Linked DNA regions of Mus musculus: regions 1 and 3 are each linked to region 2. The links are chromatin contacts, called in public HiChIP or PLAC-seq maps. All regions are on one chromosome and are shown on one strand. Each heading gives the region's core, a stretch centred on a gene start, on an enhancer-like site or on the middle of the called end of the contact. The rest is flanking DNA. Distances are from core to core; before and after follow the strand shown.

Region 1 (3,037 bases), core at 18-2,517, 430 kb before region 2:
AAGAGCAGCTGTGATGTTCACCCAGTTCATAAGTAAATACTCGAGACAAACTATCACCTCAGGCAGCCTGGAATTGTGTGAGTCTGAAGATTAGAGGCTCATTGCTGGCTTCTTGCCTGTCCACTGTGGCTAGCGAAAAAGCAGGATCATTTGGCCAACGTGCTTGTGAGAGAGGATCTGTGGGAACCCTGGGAAGACAGCAAGCCACAGCAGCGGCTTCCTTCCTTGTACAGCTTCTGATGAGGAGAAAGCTTTTAAACTACACACTGCTGCTGTGTGGGGAGCTGCGGCTTCTGCTTTCATTTTCTTTTAACGGGTCTGCTCCTCGTTTGTCTCTTGGCTGTCTTTGCAAAACTGTTTTTTTGTTTTTTTCATTGTTGGTAGTTTTTAAAAAATGTTTATTCCATTCCTTCTGATATAATTTGCCATAATAACCTGCAATTGCATACTACTTTCCTGATTATACTGCATGTACATAATTTCATTTGAGCTTCACAGCTTTGAGACTGACAGAAGCTAAGAGATGTGCATGGGGGTCTCGCAGGAGAGCCACACTCCAGATTCTTCAGCCCAGGTCTCCTCATTGACAGCTGCCTGTGTTTCTGATAATCTGCTGGCTCCCTTCAGCTGAAGTGATTACAGCTATCTTTTGCAGAAATGCTCATAAGGTGCTGTACTTTAATTAAAATGTATCGTTTGGAAGCCGGGCGTGGTGGTGCACACCTTTAATCCCAGTACTCGGGAGACAGAGGCAGGCGGATTTCTGAGTTCAAGGCCAGCCTGGTCTACAAAGTGAGTTCCAGGACAGCCAGGGCTACACAGAGAAACCCTGTCTAGGGAGAAAAGAAATTAAAAAGAAAAAGAAAAGAATGTATCATTTGGTCAGGTCAGTAGAAGGATCAACCCCTTTGGATGAACCAGGAAACTAAGCCCAGACAAATTAGTATTTCCCAAGATTGCCCAGTTTGTGGATGGTAAGCATAGACTGTGAACCCAGGTTTGGCTGCTTGACCACTGAGCTCTTGTTTACTAAGTTTTTAGCTACCAGTTCCCTGCTGCACAAAATGTACTGGGCATTACAATGGACTCACATAGAATCCAAGGCTCTTTCCCAAGAGTTCTGGATTCAGCAGGCCTGGGTGATCCTGAGATCTGTGCAGTTCCCTGGTACCACAGGTGATACAAGTGGCAGGGACAACACTTGGTGGAATGGTATGAACCACTCTGTCTCCCTTGCCTAGTCACACTGACTCACTATTAGTGAGTCATCTTATGTGGTGAGGGAAGACTTCAAATAACATTCCATAGCATATCTGAAATGGGGTTATATTCTGTACCTTATTCAGTACAACTCTAGGAAGAAAACTATTATACCTATTGCATGGTACTGGCTTCCAGGTTAAAGTCAGGGTCATGTCGTTTTTATTGCACATTTTCTGTGGAGCCACTTAGAAAGGCTCTTCTATCTCCTGCATCATTACCTCTGGAGTGTGGACTGTAATGCCACAAAGGGGAGACAACTGGTTTACCAGCTGAAGCTGCAAATTCTCTGAAAGCAGTTGATACCTCTCCTGTCTCACTGTGTGTGTGTGTGTGTGTGTGTGTGTGTGTGTGTTTTAAGTTGTATGTGATTATAGCATGTCTTACATCTCCTGACTTAATAAGATGAACTGGTCTACTTTAGAAGATTGTCTCCCCACTTGACCTATAAAGTCTGTCTCCCCCACCTCTAACCAATGGTAGCGACTACTCCGTTCTCCGGCCCCGTCGTTATATGCTGTCACAAGTGTTATGAAAATGGAGCAATGTAGTGTGTACCCTTTAGAGGGTGGCTTTGGACTCGGCATTAGCATCCTCGAGGTCCTTGTGTACTTAAGTAGTTTGATCCGTGTTCTTTTACTTCATTATGTTTTATTCATCTGAGAAGTGATCTAGGCTATGTGTATACCACAATCTTGCCTCATTCATACTTGGAAGGGTATCCAGTGTATACATTTGTGGACAGTTCTCCTATGTAAAAATGCCTTCATTTCTCTGGGATAAATGCCTAAGTACAGTGCTGGGTCATATGAAAAGTCCATTTTTAGTTTGAGAAGGAACTGCCAGATTGTCCCCAAAACAGCCTTACCATTTTCCTCTCATTGTAGCCCCCAAGGAAGAGCTCTTGTTTTTCTTGTTTTCCATGTTTCTATCTGTGCTTGTTCTCATGTGTCCTCTTAGATCATACACTGTCCTGCAGGGAGCAAGTGGCACCTCCTTGTGTTTTGGGTTGATTTCCGTTCCTTCAATGACTAACGATACTCAGTATCTTCCTGTGTTCTTCTTGGTGCTTTATTCATTTTCTTTGGGAAAAATATCAGTTCAAATTGTTAGCCCATGTTTACATTGGATTCTCTTATTGTTGTATCAGAAGTGTTTTTTCCATAGTCTAGACCAGTGTTTCTCAACCTGTGGGCCTCAAACCCTTCGGAGGTCACATATAATATACTTGCATTATAATTTACAACAGTAGCAAAATTACAGTTATGAAGTAGCAATGAAATAACTTTATGTTTAGGGTCACCACAACATAAGGAACTATATTAAAGGGTCACAGACTTCGGAAAGTAGAGGGCCATGGTTTTAGACAAAGTTTCTTAGGAGATGGATGATTTGAAAGTATTTCTGCTTCAGGAGATTGTCTTTTTCCCTTCCAGGAAGGAGCTTCTAGAGTTGAGTTCTCATAGGCAGAGATAGAAACCTGTATAATGAGACAAGCCATGACATAGATGCCAGTCACCGAAGGCTGGGGAGATTTTCTCAGACCTTGTACGCGCGCACACACACACACACACACACACACACACACACACCATCCCTCTGTCTTATGCATTTGGCACTACTCAAGAAAGTTTAAATCAAACTGTTGGGTTTTTTTTTTTTTTTCATTAATAAAGTGTTGGTTTGGGGAGAGAATTCCACAGGGTCTGGCTATGTCACACTGGAGTGATGATTCTAGTTTTCTCTGGTGATGGGGATGACTTTAAGAGATTTTACA
Region 2 (2,891 bases), core at 198-2,697:
TGACAGATTTCTGTATAGAAAACATTGAAAGACTGAATAAATAAATTTAAAAGGATGCTGAAAGATGAGGCTTCCCATCCTCATGGATTGAAATTAATACCATAAAAGTGACTATATCTAAAAAAGAAAATATACAGGCTCATTGTAATTCCCATATAAATGCTAATGACATTTTCAAAGAAAGAAAGAAACAGAAACTCTAAAAAATCATATGTCAGTAATATATCAACCATACTCTTGGATAGACCTCATGAGTACTTGGCTAACAGAAAACAGACTCCATTGTTTTTGTGTGCTTTTGTTTTGTTTTTCTCATTATTTTGTTTGTTTGCTTGTTTTGTTTCGTTGTGTGTATGTTGTTTTTTTTTTTTCCCCAAGAGAAAAAAAAAAATGAAGTCAGGCGGATATGGAGGGTAAGCATTTGGGAGAAATTGGGAAAAGAGCAAGAATATAATTGAAATATATTGTATGAAAAAAATAAAAATAAAGATAATTTTAAAAAATGGTCAGTAAAGCTAGGGAAAAAGAGCAGTGTTGAAATTTCACAAATCCTAATGTTACCCTCCAGTGCAGTAGCACAATAGCAAACCCTTTCCAGTTCTGCCACAACACAGGCAAAATAGAAAGAATGGACAGAACAGGCTAGAACAAAACGAAATAGAAAAGAGGGCATAAACATAACTCCACATGGCTGAATGTTAACACAGTTGCCAAAAATATACATTAGAAAAGAGACACCCTCTTCAACAAATGGTGATTAAGAAACTGGATATCGAATAATGAAACTGCATCTCTGTCTCTCATGTTTTACTAACTTCATTTCAAAATGAATCCAAGGACTTAATTAAAAAAAAAAAAAGCCCAAAACCGGAAGTATGTGCCTTTTAAAGGGAAAAAATCTCTTCAACATAATTGTTTAAGCCAGGATTTCCTTAAAAGGCCTCCACTGTCTTAAGAACTAATTGGAAAATCATAGACAAATGGATCTCTATGAAATTTGAAAGTCTTAGAAGAACAAAGAGCAAGTATGAGAATGGAGAGACCACCGAGTATGTGAAAAATCAACCATACATCTGACAGAAGAGCAATATCTATAAAGAATTAAAAAAATAATCACTAGAATAAAAGAATTTTACCCAATCAATAAATCTTCAATTTAATTTAATATACAACTCTCAAGAGAATTGCTTGAAACCCAAAACTCAATTTCATTCAAATCAGAATGGCTACCATTTAGAACACAAAACAGCAACTGCTGGCAAGGATGAGAGACTAGAAATGGAACCCCTATACACTGCACATGGGAATGTAAACTTGTATAACTGTGGTAGAAATTGGTCTGGTCTCCTCAGAACAAACAAAATAAAACTCAAAGTGAAATTACAGTACAATCTATCTATGCCACATTTGGTATGTGTGGTGATTTTGAATATGAATAATCCCAGTGGGCTCATATTTGAATGCTGAGTCATCAGGCAGTGAATAGGAGCCTTGTTGGAGAAAGTGTATCATTGGAAATAGATATTGAGGTTTCAAAAACCAGAGCCAGGTCCAGTGGCTCTCTCTTCCTGCTGTCTGTGGATCTGAATGTAGATCTCCCAGTGATTATCCAGGACTATGTCTGCCTGTGTGCCACCATGTTCTCTACCATGATGATAGTGGACTGAACATCGGAAACTGTAATCCAGACCCACCTAAATGCTTTCTCTTATAAGATTTGCTTTGGTCATAGAGTCTCTTCACAGAAATAGAACATTAAGGCAGTTTGTATCCAAGGGAATTTATTCAGTATACTAAATAAGGCTTGCACAGCCATGCTCAGTGCACCACTATTTACAAAAGCCAAGATATAGCATCAACCAAGATGTCAATCAATAGATGAATATACAAAGAAACTGAGATATCTATCTATATATCTATTTATCTATCTATCTACCTATCTATCATCTATCTATAATCTATCTACCATCTACCTATCTGTTGATACATCATCTCTGCTTATGTGAGATGAAAGCAAAAAGAGGACTATTCAGAGGAGAGGGACTGGTAGGCATCAAAGTAGGGGCACAAGGGAGTGAATGTGAGCAATATATAATGATACACACACTTGGAAATGTCATGTTAATCCTACTATGTTACATGCTGATCAAAAGTATAATAAAAAGAAGAAACAAAAAGGATTTCTCAGTAAGCACAAAGGGTGTGGTTAGCTGACAGTCTTTAATAGTCTTCATTATGAGGTATATCACCTCTTGTCTTAGTGCTGTGAACAGGCACTATGACCAAGGCAGATCTTATAAGGACAACATTTAATTGGGACTTGCTTACAGGTTCAGAGGTTCAGTCCATTATCATCAAGGTGGGAACATGGCAGCATCCAGGTAGTCATAGTCAAGAGGGAGCTTAGAGGTCTACATCTTCATATGAAGGCTGCTAAAAGAATACTAACTTCCAGGCAGCTAGGATGAGAGTCTTATAACCCACACCCACAGTGACACACTTACTCCAATAGGGTCACACCTTCTAATTGTGCCACTCCTTGGGCCAAGCATATACAAACCAGCACACCTCTTTAATAAAGTTTACATAGTTTTCAGACAATCTCCTGACCGATATCTATGTATGGTGTTGGCATAGTCTGTCCATATTCATTATCACAACACTCCTTAAATGAGTGATCTTTGCTCCAGATATGGACATTGGACTGAAAATTTTGCAAGCATCTCTTTCTTAGTCTAGTGGGTCCCCTGATTGCAACTAGTTTATTCCTTCAGCAATAGTCACTTTTCAAGAAACTTCTTGAAAAACCCATAATGGCACAGTTGGTACGCAGAATATTTAGATGGGATTTTGGAACTCGACACTCACTGGCTTACTGCTAATGATGAACA
Region 3 (2,882 bases), core at 163-2,662, 320 kb before region 2:
ATGGGAGGAGAGGCTCTTGGTCCTGTGAAGGCTCGATGCCCCAGTATATGGGAATGCCAGAATAGGGAGGCGGGAGTGGGTGAACAGGGGGAGGAGTGATGGGATATGGGGCTTTCAGAGGGGAAATCAAGAAAGGGGATAACATATGAAATGTAAATAAAGAAAATATCTAGTAAAAAAAAGAGGCAAAATAATGATACTAAAAAAAAAAAAGTCCTAGTTGCTGTCCACTCAAGGGTGGAGACCATGATTGGATGTATAGGAAATGTTATGGCATACTTGTAAGTGTTAAGTGTGCAGAGAAGCACAAGTTAGGTGTTTCTTTGATAGAAAATCAATCTATAGGGGAAAAGAAGACTCTTTTGTGTTTAATTTTACTAAAGCTCTGTGGTGCTCCATTTAATAAATCTGGGACCCACAAGAAATCAATCACCAGATGAGACGATGTTCACACTAAACTTTCTCTGTATCAGGCAGAGGATGTCCTGTTTGTGTAAGAGAAGAGGAGGTGGTCTCTTCCATCTTTTGGAGTAATCCTGGAGTAGATTATCATGTGTAAACTATCTGGGAGACAAGCTACACTGAATATTGTTACGTCCACTAAACATTAAAGCATCCACATGGCCAGTGAAGGGCCAAAAATTGTTCAACTTATGATAATTATTGAACACATCTATAGTATTGGGTATTACTCAGATTGTCTTGCTTAAAAAGCCATTTTATCTGCTCAATTCAAGAAAATAGGTGCTGTTATGGATATCATTTTATTGCTGAGAAAACTAAGGTTACATAAACTAAAATAACTTTCCTAGGATCACTTTGTTGATAAATGGTGTTTGTTATCATTAGGGTTTACTGCTATGGACAAATACCATGCCCAAGGCAACTCTTTTAAAGACAATATATAATTGGGGCTGGCTTACAGGTTCAGAGGTTCAGTCCATTATCATCAAGGCAGAAGCATAGCAGTATCTAGGCAGATATGGTGCAAGAGGAGCTGAAAGTTCTACATCTTTGTCTGAAAGCTACTAGAAGACTGGCTTCCAGGCAGCTAGGACTAGGGTATTAAAGCCCATGTCCCCAGTTACACACCTATTCCAACAATGCCATACCTCATAATAGTGGCACTCCTGGCCCAAGAATATACAAACCATCATAATGGTATTAGGATTTAGATTCAGGATGTTTGTCTTCAGAGCCAGCTCTCTTGTTAGATGCTCGGAAAATTCTCATGTTCAAGGCTAATATAAGAAGCAAGACTAGATCATTTACAAGAAGGAAGATTGAGAAATATTAAAAGAGAAAAACAGCTCAGGGAGCAAGAAATGATATAAATTAGAGCAAATGAATCATGACTGTGGCATGAATGATGCAACATATTGGAATACAGTTCTCTCTTTGAAGGCAAATGATGTGAAGTTTGTTTAAGGAGGTTGGTTCTAATAGCTTAAAGTTGATGTCTGGGGCTGGACGGTATCTGACGTCATATAATTTACTGTCTAGCTGAGAAGAGAAGAATTATATTTGGATAACATTAGTAAATTATACAGGAGAGCAAATACATCACGGCAACTGAATGAGTACTATGGGTTAGACAGAGATCACATGAGAGGTCTTTTTCTCTGTGGTCATCATTTTGGGTTCACAGAGTCTGGCAAACTGAGAATTGCTTCCTCCAGAGTCAGAAGTTCTGAGTGCCAGGGAATAGCTGTCTCTGTGGTCTACAGTATTATATTTATGAATAATACTTTGAGAAGGCCTGTAGAGCATCTCTGGCTTGTCAAGATGAGGCAAACACAGCGATCCTGCTCTGGGGCCTCCACAGCCTGTTTGTACTGTTACCTGATGCTGGCAGTGGGGCTCTTCTTGATGGCCTCCTGTGAGAAGACTTGATTCCCTACTGTATTTGGCTGTGACAGCGGTCCTGTGGGTGGCTCCAGTATTAAGTTTGGAACAGAGGAAGTGTTGCAACACAAGCCAAGAATTGAATTTTATTTTTACAAGCTGCTTTTTATGGAATTGAATCTCTGTGACCCTCCCTGGTTACAAGAGGCTCACATTGGTGTAAGGGGCGGCTTGCATATCCTTCAATGGCAGGTAGATATTCTAACTATCCTCATGAGAGAGCACTTCCTTTGGGGAGCATCTTTAAATCTCGTGAATGATTTATTTTGGCATCTTTCCCCGCCACTATGTTTTAGCAGCACAGTCAGCTTTATGGGACAGGTAGATTGCTTTGCTTTAGAAGGAAGAGGTCTATCTCATTACTGCACATTCCAGTGTCCTTCTTCTCCATGAGAACCCAGGCTATGGCAGTTCAAATATAAATATGAGAAGTGGGGCTGATGGAGCAAATGAGGACTATCCCAAGCTTTCCTTGTGTCCGTGAGTAAAGGATTTGTTCACCTTCTGTTTCAGAATCTCCTTGGTAACTTAACCCAAAATCAAAACACCCTTCAGAAGATCCTGGCAAAGGAAATTATGCACTCATTAGCTTATAAAACAAAGTGGAAATGAAGAGGAAAGGGCAGAAGTCCCAGCCTCACTCTAACTCCTGACTCGACTCCCGTGGCTGGCTTTTGTTACTGGTGCTTTGATTTGGAGAAGTTATGTGCACTGGTGATTGAGAAATCAAGGAGAGACCATTTCAGGAGTTCTCAGGCTACATGACTTACTGTGAGTGAATAGACATGTGATATCTGTTTCCACCAACTGTAGCATGGAGCACCTGATCCAGCTCCAGGAAGGCTAAAGGCAAGGTCAATGTATGAATGCTGGTGACAGATGAGGGGATTATAACATAGCATCGTTGCTGTGGGTGGTCTGCTTTGTCTTTCCTCTGCGCTGACTCCTAGAATTGGAAGTATTTCTCCCTGCGAGAC

Evidence for each region. HiChIP or PLAC-seq counts read pairs in DNA pulled down with a chosen protein or histone mark.
Region 1: a contact with region 2 is called in a CTCF HiChIP or PLAC-seq map of the NIH/3T3 cell line, with 6 read pairs. The contact joins two enhancer-like sites. A contact is called at or near these places in 1 of 15 datasets of contacts at CTCF or cohesin (the NIH/3T3 cell line), 2 of 484 Hi-C or Micro-C datasets (cerebral cortex and cortical neurons) and 1 of 115 datasets of contacts at active chromatin or transcription factors (embryonic fibroblasts).
Region 3: a contact with region 2 is called in a CTCF HiChIP or PLAC-seq map of the NIH/3T3 cell line, with 6 read pairs. The contact joins two enhancer-like sites. A contact is called at or near these places in 1 of 15 datasets of contacts at CTCF or cohesin (the NIH/3T3 cell line) and 1 of 484 Hi-C or Micro-C datasets (cortical neurons).

What each region holds. Positions count from the first base shown.
Region 1 is chr15:53,111,136-53,114,172 of GRCm38.p6, reverse strand. The region is part of intron 1 of Ext1 (exostosin glycosyltransferase 1); the gene reads left to right. Among named protein-coding and RNA genes, the nearest start is that of Gm41323, 180 kb to the right of the region's middle. Within about 2 kb of position 1,267, at least 114 of the 459 cell types and tissues checked have an H3K27ac peak or open chromatin away from gene starts, as enhancers often do. A contact at or near this core is called in the NIH/3T3 cell line and embryonic fibroblasts, where this site is marked.
Region 2 is chr15:52,680,082-52,682,972 of GRCm38.p6, reverse strand. No RefSeq gene overlaps it. Among named protein-coding and RNA genes, the nearest start is that of Med30, 31 kb to the left of the region's middle. Within about 2 kb of position 1,447, at least 9 of the 459 cell types and tissues checked have an H3K27ac peak or open chromatin away from gene starts, as enhancers often do. A contact at or near this core is called in the NIH/3T3 cell line and embryonic fibroblasts, where this site is marked.
Region 3 is chr15:53,000,666-53,003,547 of GRCm38.p6, reverse strand. No RefSeq gene overlaps it. Among named protein-coding and RNA genes, the nearest start is that of Gm41323, 69 kb to the right of the region's middle. Within about 2 kb of position 1,412, at least 31 of the 459 cell types and tissues checked have an H3K27ac peak or open chromatin away from gene starts, as enhancers often do. A contact at or near this core is called in the NIH/3T3 cell line, where this site is marked.